Regions from separate parts of the Mus musculus genome. Here region 1 is linked to region 2. A link is a contact called in public HiChIP or PLAC-seq data. All regions are on one chromosome and are shown on one strand. The core of a region is the stretch at or near the end of the contact, and the rest is flanking DNA. Distances in the headings are between cores, read along the strand shown.

The links. HiChIP or PLAC-seq counts read pairs in DNA pulled down with a chosen protein or histone mark.
Region 1: an H3K4me3 HiChIP or PLAC-seq map of the 230-238 cell line shows a contact between it and region 2, with 28 read pairs. The contact joins the enhancer-like site here to the promoter of Ndufb2 in region 2. A contact is called at or near these places in 3 of 39 promoter capture datasets (cranial neural crest, embryonic stem cells and macrophages), 1 of 15 datasets of contacts at CTCF or cohesin (CD8 T cells), 5 of 115 datasets of contacts at active chromatin or transcription factors (the 230-238 cell line, the SCID.adh cell line and embryonic stem cells) and 2 of 9 other capture datasets (adipose tissue and pancreatic islet).

The regions. Positions count from the first base shown.
Region 1 is chr6:39,624,997-39,629,674 of GRCm38.p6, reverse strand. Braf (Braf transforming gene) reads left to right here. Exons shown (of 22, transcript NM_139294.5): 17 at 1,020-1,066; 18 at 1,835-1,953. All of the region lies in intron 1 of Gm34389 (a long non-coding RNA gene), which reads right to left. Among named protein-coding and RNA genes, the nearest start is that of Gm34389, 11 kb to the right of the region's middle. Within about 2 kb of position 2,849, at least 10 of the 459 cell types and tissues checked have an H3K27ac peak or open chromatin away from gene starts, as enhancers often do. A contact at or near this core is called in the 230-238 cell line and CD8 T cells, where this site is marked.
Region 2 is chr6:39,590,092-39,594,716 of GRCm38.p6, reverse strand. Ndufb2 (NADH:ubiquinone oxidoreductase subunit B2) reads right to left here and starts at 2,152. Exons shown (of 4, transcript NM_001358797.1): 1 at 2,005-2,152. The coding sequence starts at 2,102.

The DNA.
Region 1 (4,678 bases), core at 1,600-4,099, 34 kb before region 2:
TCATGATATGACTTTGCTTTTATATTCTGATTTTAAGTCAGAATTCAAGGTGGTCACTGTTAGATTTCCGAAGTCCTTGCACCTATTGTAGTTGACTTGGCAGCTATGTATTGAATACTTCACACCTGCTAGGCAGTGTTCCATGCATTGGAAATAAGTAGAAATTAAGTCTAAAACTAAAGTAGTTTTTAGGATAATTTAGGATAACTGACTTGTCGTTGACAATAATATAATGTTGGCAGATCATGCTGGTACATCCAGTTAGTCCCACACTTAGGAGACAGAGGCAGGCAGATCTCTGTGAGTTCACTGCCAGCCTGGTCTATGCAGTGAGTTCCAGGACATCCAGTGCTACCTAGTGAGACCATATCTCAAAAAAGCCATCATCGTCATCTTAATAGTAATATGTTGTTATAAGAAAAATTCTTCCTTACTAGTACTAAGTTTTAAGAATATATCATGCTTTGACTTTCATAGTCTAAGGGAGTTTGTATTCTAAATGGAAAGCAAGCATGGCACATGAAAAACAAAGCAGACAAGGATCCAACTGTTGCATTGATTACTCCAGAATTGAATAGGGAATGATTACTTTGTATTAGGTTCCTTGTGAGAAAAGAATGTTTGTTCGTTTTAGAGTATGAATAGGTGGAAAATAGAAGGGACGCTGATTTGGGGACGGGCGGCTGGGAGAGGAATCTTGAAAGAGGTAGGATCAAATATCAAGGTGTATTTCAAGAACATGAATAAACAGACTTGACTGAGTGAAAGGTTTGTATTTGTAACTAGTAAAAGATAAAGCAGAGTTCTATACAACAGAATTTGGGCTGTATATAATAGTGATATGTTTATATAATCCTAAAATTACTGTCAATTAATATGTGAATGGTTTATCACAACATATCAATTTCAGTTGTTTCATTATTCTAAATATGTCTGTACACTACTAATTATGTTCTGTAGATTTTGAGGCCGGAGTCCTACTCAGTCCTACTCAGGTTAAATGATGTTTTGTTTTTCAGTTACTTACACGCCAAGTCAATCATCCACAGAGACCTCAAGAGTAATAGTATCCTTCCTGAAATTGGTCTGCGAAGTCTGAACCACCCTGACTCTTTCCTCTACATTTTCTCTTCCTGTTATGTAAAACTAGTTTTGTGCTACGTTTCATATGCTATAAAGAAAATGAACCAATTTGCATGAGAGTATAATAGAGTAGGATTCAGCCTGATGGGGTTTCTGCATGGCTGGGCGCTGTAGGAAAGCCTGTCACGGGTCTTTATCATAGTAGGGCTTGCTGTCTTGCTTGCTTAGATCCTATGTGCCCTATAAAGTGAGTATTTTTGTGGCAACTGCTTTAGCTCATCTAACTGGCTTAGTAGTAGATGAGATTTGAAACCTAAGAAAATTATTTAACAGACATGAAGAAACGATTTTTCTTTTTGTGTCTCAGTCCACGGAGCTCCTTTCTGACATCACTGTATTCTCATAAAGAGCCTGGGCCGCTTTCCCAGCAGAGTTAAAGTGTATCTGGGCCAAATCAAATTAGAACGTCCCCAGGTCCCCCATAGGCTTGGAAGTATCTTAACCTTATGCTCACATACTTCAGGCCTGGGACAGCTTAAAAGTAGGTCGTGTAAGCTAAATAGAACAAAGGTCTTGCTCAAAACATATTTGTTGACTTTCAGAGGACATACGAATCTCTGTATTTTAAAAAGAAAATATAGTACTATAGAGTTATGGAAAGTAATTCTTTTACCTGAAATCTTCAAAATGCTTTCTCTAATAGGAAAATGCAATCTGTTTTTTTTTTTTTCCTTTACTTACTGCACCTCAGATATATTTCTTCATGAAGACCTCACGGTAAAAATAGGTGACTTTGGTCTAGCCACAGTGAAATCTCGGTGGAGTGGGTCCCATCAGTTTGAACAGTTGTCTGGATCTATTTTGTGGATGGTAAGAATTGAGGAGGTATCTCAGTTGGTCACATTCTTCAGTCCTAAACTAGTGACTGCTTACGAGAAATACACTGAAGGGCTTAACTACAGTACTTTCACAGTTCCCACTACTCACAGGAATAACATTGTAAGCCAGGCATAATTGCACATGCCTTTAATCCCAGCACTTAGAAAGCTGAACAACTGGATAGACCTCTATTAGTTTGAAGCCAGCCTGTCTATATAGTTCCAGAACAGCCAGAGCTACAAAGTGAGACTTTGTCTCTTATTTTTTGTGTAAATGGTCTTTTTTCTTCTCTTTAAAAAAACTTATTGCAAAACCAGTTTCAGTATATTTAAACAATATATATCATAAATTGTTTGAGTGTTATTAAAAATTATTTTAAAATACTTTGCTGGGCTTAGTAGTGCACACCTTTAGTCCCAACACTCAGAAGGTAGAAGCAGAAATGTAAATGAGCTAAATACCTAATAAAAAATGGAAAGAAAAAAAAAAAAAGAAGGTAGAAGCAGGTATAACTCTGTGACAAGAACAGCCAGAGTTAGGTGACACCCTGTCTAAAAACAAAAAAAAAACCAAAAATTTATGTTCAAATGGTCTGTGTATCTTGCTCTTTTTTTTTTTAAGTTTTGCAAACTTATTCAGAGAGAGAGAGAGAATGAGAATATGCTATTCATAACAGAAAGACTCGCTCACACTTTTATTTGAGCCAAAATTGGAAATAGACCTTCCTCACACTAGAAAGAACTTCATAATTATGGGCCAATTGGAAGAGGAAAGACAAAAGAAAAGGAGGATATTTTTAGTCATCCTGTGCTCTCTGCACAGATCTGTCTCCTTTCTGCTTTGTAGAAGAAAGTTGAAAAGATGAGAACACAGTCTCTGCAGCAGACTGTTGAAGAGTTATTTCTAGGAATCCTGCTGTGAACCCACAGTGGTTTCATGTGACCTTTCAGAGGGTCCCTAGGTCTTTCCTTTATGAAAGCAGTTTTCTTCCTGTCCTTCAGTCAGAACGACACACTGCAGCTGGTTGAATGGAAAAACAAATACAAGATTCCAAGCCTATTGCAGTTAAAACAGAGGAGAGAGAGTTGTGGCTCTGTTGTTACTGAACTTTGTATTAAGAGTAGGTATTCTCTGCTTGCTTAATATTTAAATGAATTAGTAAATAATAGTCAGTTGAGTTTTGATATCTTAAATATTCACAGAGGTAGTCCATATAGACAAACACTGTATGATCTTCAATTATATTTGAATAAAAACAATCCTGAGTCCAATGAGTTTTGAAATATCAGCTCTGAGCCAAATACAGGTGGGGTTTTTTTTTAATATTTATTTATCTAACTTTATTTATTTATTATAAGTTAAGTACACTGTAGTCTGTCTTCAGACACTCCAGAAGAGTGCATCAAATTTCGTTACGGATGGTTGTGAGCCACCATGTGGTTGCTGGGATTTGAACTCAGGACCTTTGGAAGAGCATTCGGTGCTCTTAATCACTGAGCCATCTCACCAGCCCAATACAGGTGTTTTAAACATCTTTGTACAGTTGGGTTACCCTACTAGAAACAGAAAAGTTAGAAGGGCTTTCAAGCCCATATTTGTCTAAATACCCAGAAAGATATGTAGCAGTCTCCAAAAAGCAGATTCTCCAAATAGTAAGGATAGATTATGATTTCTGGGATCAGGGATGAAGTTGGCGCAAGTGGCAAAGTGGGAGGAGAGAAGAAGCTGCCTTTCAGAGGTGGGAGGGAGAACTGCCCTCTGGCCATTAACTTCAAAGTTTCCTGGGCTTCCTTGAGTCCCTTCATCTGAAATGTTAGGTCAGACCAAAGGATGACGAGACCCTTTCTTAGATTCTACATTATAGTTAGCTAAGTTTCCTTTTTAAATCCTTTCATTATACATTTAACTGTTTTAATTAGTTAGAAGAGACTACTTGGTTGTAATCTGGCTTTCAGGAACCTTTTAGGCACATAATTCTAACAAAGATCGTAGTGTGTCCCAGGGAGATGACCTTTTTTGGTTCTGAAATTATAGAGACAAAAATGTAAGGCAGATCATTCACATGCTTTAACAACAGTACAGAAGTTGGTCTAGGTTCAGTCTCTAGGTTTGTTCTTTTTCAAAAGTCATAGTTTATATAGTCAGTAGAGTATTATTCCCTTCTGATCATGTTTTGTTGATACCCTGGGTCAATGAGTTAATCTTTTATTCAGTCATGCTGAAGGTTTTTTAAGAGAACAAAAATAGCCAGCCTATAATGCACTTAATTGTTGAACAAATCTTTCAGGTTGATAACTGCCTTCAGAAAACAATATGGGGAGCTGTAAGAGATTGCTCTGTTGTTAAGAATTCTCTGGCTGATGTTTCAAAAGACTTGCTTTTAGTTCTCAGCACCCAGTGACAACTCCCAAGTGTCTGTAAACTCCAGTTCCAAGGAATCTGAAGCCTTCTTCTGGCCTCCCTAGTGCACAGACAGAACATCATACACATAAAAATTAAAATAAATAGACTGGTTGGGGTAGCACATGCCTTTAGTCCTAGAGGCAGGTGGACCTCTGTGAGTTCCAAGACAGCCAGAGCTACATAGTGAAACCCTGTCAAGTCTTTGAGAGTGTGGAATATTCATAACTTGAAAAGATAATTTGGTCATAAACCAGTTTATGTGGCTCTCTGAATTATTTACAGTAGTCTTTTCTACTTTCATTTATATCTTAAA
Region 2 (4,625 bases), core at 903-3,402:
TGATTTTTAACGAGGCAACCTCGCCATGTGGCCCAGGCTGTCCTTGAATTCACTATTTAGCCCAAGTTGGCCAGGGACTCATCATCCTTCTGCCTCTGCCTCCTGCACGCTGAGATTAAAGGAATGCCATCACCATGCTCTAGTCCTTTATAGACAGGATCTCCCTGTGTAGGCCAGGCTGGCCTCAAACTCCTGGTCCTCTGACAAGGCCTCCCCACAGCATGTTCACCTGTTCCTTTTAGCCATTCTGTCAGCTGTCATTGCTTCACAACTTAAAGAACATAGCAGAGCCGCTTCTGTAATTCCCTTGTTTGCCAACTGTATTTAACAGTTATTACCCAAGATCTACCTGTGCAGCCAGACCATAGTGGCACACACCTTTAATCCCAGGACTCTGGAAGCAGAGGCAGGCAGATCTCTGCGAGTTTGAAGACAGCCTGATCTACAAAGTGAGCTCCAGGGTAGTCAGGGGTACACAGAGAAACCCTGTCCCCAAAAGGGGTGGGGGGAGGAAAGGAGGAAGGCAAAATCTCAATAAACACTTGTGTGTCATGCTTCAGCCAGACTAAGTGCACTGTGGCAATCTAGATACCCTGAGGGGTCTCCCAATTAAAATAAACATGATGCTAAAATGAAATAAATAAAAGGTCCTTTTTCAAGTATCAGTAACTGGGGGGCTGGTGAGATGGCTCAGTGGGTAAGAGCACCCGACTGCTCTTCCGAAGGTCCAGAGTTCAAATCCCAGCAACCACATGGTGGCTCACAACCATCCGTACACGAGATCTGACTCCCTCTTCTGAAGTGTCTGAAGACAGCTACAATGTACTTTCATATAATAAATAAATAAATCTTAAAAAAAAAAAAAAAAGTATCAGTAACTGAGCACAAATGCCTGGGAAGCCAGTACTGAAGCTGGCATTCACAGGGATCCCACTCTGACGACTCAGAGACCCAAGACAAGTGGTCTATCATTAGACTCCTGAATCAAGCTGTAGCCCCATAATGAAAGGGCGAAAAGTAATAATAAATCAACGAGAAGGAAACTGAAACTTAGTTACCAGAAGCCAAACTTCAGGTAAGTTTCCACCTGAACTATTGCTGGGTTGGACCTTTTGTGGCCCAAAAACCCAAACCAAGGGCTGGGAACTTAGATGAATAGTGGAACCCTTCTTCCCCCGTTGGAGGTAAGGGAAATCCAAGCTAAGTAGTGAAACTGGACGGGAAGCATCCCCAAAACGGTATGAAGATCTTAAAAGAAATCTCGGTGGACAAAACCTGCCAGGTTATATGCGAGCGAGAGAGAGACAGAGACAGAGAGACAGAGACAGACAGAGACTGAGAGACAGATCAATACAACAAAATAAAGCTATAAGTATTACAAATCTCGGGTGGAGAGAAGGCAAAATGAGTAAGACACAGCATCCAATCTAGGATTTAAAGTGCCAAATCTAAACACTGACTTGGGGGCGCACGCCTTTAATCCCAGCACTCCGAAAGCAGAGACAGGAGGATCACTAATGAGTTCCAGGTCAGTCGAGGCTACACAGTGAGGCTCAAAAAAAGTGCCAAATTTTAATCGTAAAAATGTACCTAATGGTGAAAAGAACAGACTATACTACCTTACTGACTCAAGGTCTCCGTGTCTGCCCTGCCTGGACCCGTCTTGTCTCTGAGCCCATCTCCACCCGTCTCCATGCGCTCGGGACCTCCACTAGCCAGCTGCTTGGAAGGCTCAGTCCGGGAGACTGTGCGGGACTGGATTCTTATCACTCGGGTCTTAGTTAACGCCTCTCTCCCGCAACCCTGCGCCATCCCTTCACCTCTAGCCCACCAAGCCGACTAAAAGGCCAGTCTCGGTCCAGGCAAAACTACAAGACCCAGCATGCCTCGGGCGGCAGCGGAGTTTCACGCACCCTCCCGGGCGACTGCTTCAAGGTGACAGCGTCCGGATGGCAGCGCTGCCTGTTCAAGCCGGCCGAACCCTCGCCCCCGCCCGACACTCACTGACGGACTCCACTGTCTCCAGCCGCCCGCGCGCGGCAGCCCCGGAGCAGGCGGCCTCCGACGCGGCCGAAAGGTACCAGACGGGTGAGCGCAGACATACTAGCAAGACTGCAGTTCCCACCCCTGATGCGTCACTTCCCCGAGTCCCGGCCCGTGACGTCACTGCGTCGCACTGCGTCTCTACCCGGGCTGATGGTAGGCCACAGGGGACAAGTTCAAGCCATTGGCGGACCTTAGAGGCTCCAGGTTAACGGGCAGATAGGTCGTCCTTCAGGAGGAGCCCTGGCTGCCTCGTGGCACAGCCTGGCAAGGTGCTCTTGGCTGACCTTACTGCTGCTCCCTGCTTTGGCTCATATAGACGGTGCTTTCATGCATGTTCTTGCCACTGTGGGCCCTTGTTAAAGGCCTAAGCCCTTTCTGAACCACGCAATGTTTATTTTATAACATCGCAATGTTTATTTTATAGCATCGTTGTTTCAGCATTGTTCTGAATGACTAATCAGCCAGGGTGTTAAATTTCAGAACCTGGACTGGTGGCACGGGAATCACCTGAGGAACCCAACCCGGCACACTCGGAATAAGTCGGCCAGGAACATGGGGGAAAGTTCCTAACGCCTCGAGCCTTAGCCAATTCGAGGTTTTTTGGCATTTCCTCTTGTTATTAATGTAATAAGCAAGCAGAAAAATAAGGACATGAGGGCAGTCCAGTTAAGATGCAACACCAAGATGGCAACAAATCGAGACCTGACTTCAGCCGTAGAAATGTACTCGCAGTGGGAGCTGTAACACAAATAGATGCACGTAGACGCGCAGATGCGCTCAGTCTCCGGCCATTAGTGGGGAGGGAATATGAATTTTCAAGCTCATCCTCATAAAACAAGACATACATATCTGTTCCGAGTTACTAGGTCTATAGGATAGCCTACTGTCATCTTTCCAGAAAAACTAATTTTTTCACTCACTTCAGATTTCCTTCAAGAAACAAAGGCTCCACTGGCTATTAAAATAGTCCGCCTTCCTCGGCCTGCTTTTTTCTCTCAGTATTGCCTCTGTTGAAATCTGGATAGACTCCAAACCTAAGACTACTCCTAACCCCAAGAGGTTGTGAGAAACGGACTTTTTTCTATAAACAGTAGCTAGCACACCAACAGTCAATACTCTAATAATCTCCACCTTGTAAAATTATTCAAGTATTTTAATCATCTGGAAAACCTGTTTACACAAAGGCCTTCCATTCTGACGACAAGAGCTATGGACCCCTTCCTTCCCTCCTTCCTTTGCATCTATTAGGAACTATCCAACCATGGCAGAGTCTGAGGTCGCACTCTACCAATAGGATGAGACACAGTCATCACCTGTATTAGAATAACAACTGAACTTCCCGCCCTAGTGTGCTTGCAAGGCCACTGTAAGTTATGGCACATTTTACCAAAAGAAAAATTAATAATAATAATAATAATATGTTGCTTTGCAGGATTACTTTCGCTATGATCTAGTGGGTAGGGGTGTGTGTGATACCAAGAATATTGATTCCAACAAGGTCTTCCCTGGTACATTATGGTTTGGGTTGGTTGATTTGAAGAACATGCAGTTTTAGGTTATAACATTAGTGTACCAACATCACATATTAGAAATTTGCTATGATGTTTCATATTCAAGAGTCAAGTACTCATCAAGGCCAGACTTGAATTTAGTGACTTGGAAGCATCAAATATGACTGATAATTTGCCTTCTGTGCCCATATGTGGGCCTCTTTGCCCTTTTATGTAACAGGAAACCTGTCCTAGGAGTCAAACCCAAGGGAGACCTTGAGTGTTGTTATGTGTGGGCTCACATGTACCATGGCATAAATGTGGTGATCAGAGCACAGTCAATCAAGAGATTATTCTCTTCTTCTGCCATCTGAGATCCAGGCTTCCATTATTTTATTTGTGTGTGTGTGTGTGTGTGTGTGTTGCCACTGCATCCACGCAGTCAGAGGAAATCTGCAGGAATTGGTTCTCCTTTGTCATGCAGGTCCCATGAACTCAGACCAGAAGGTGTGGCCGAACACACCTCTATTCTTGGAACCTGCTAAGCTACTTCACTGGCTTTACTAAATAGGAATCTTTTTCTTTAGCTCCTCAAAGCTTTTAAAGACAATAGCCCCTCCATTTTCTAAACCTGACTCCATCCCACCAACTTTTGGCTCCCAAATACTGACTTTTGACTGGCAAACTGTGTCTGCTAAATACAAGCCTTGGGTTAAACCTGAACCTGTAGAATTCTATGGATGGAAGTTGACTTTCCAGTTTATAGTCAATGGCATGGTTTTCTCTGAGCTACTGTCCACCACTCTTTTTAACAACTCGTACAAACCACTAAGAGAGACAGATCGTGAATGGAAAGCTCACGTCTCAAACTACATAGCTGTCTAGCTCCAGGCAAGACCACAGAACAAACACAGCTTATATTTCTAAGAGGCCATAAAGGACCCGTGAGATGTTCCATGTGTAAACAGGTTGGCCATGCATACCTAATAACCTGGGTTGTTACAGGATATTTGAACCTATTTCTAGTTGTGGTGTGGATCAGCCCTTAGGACACACATTTAATCCTTCTGGTTGGAATATAGACACACC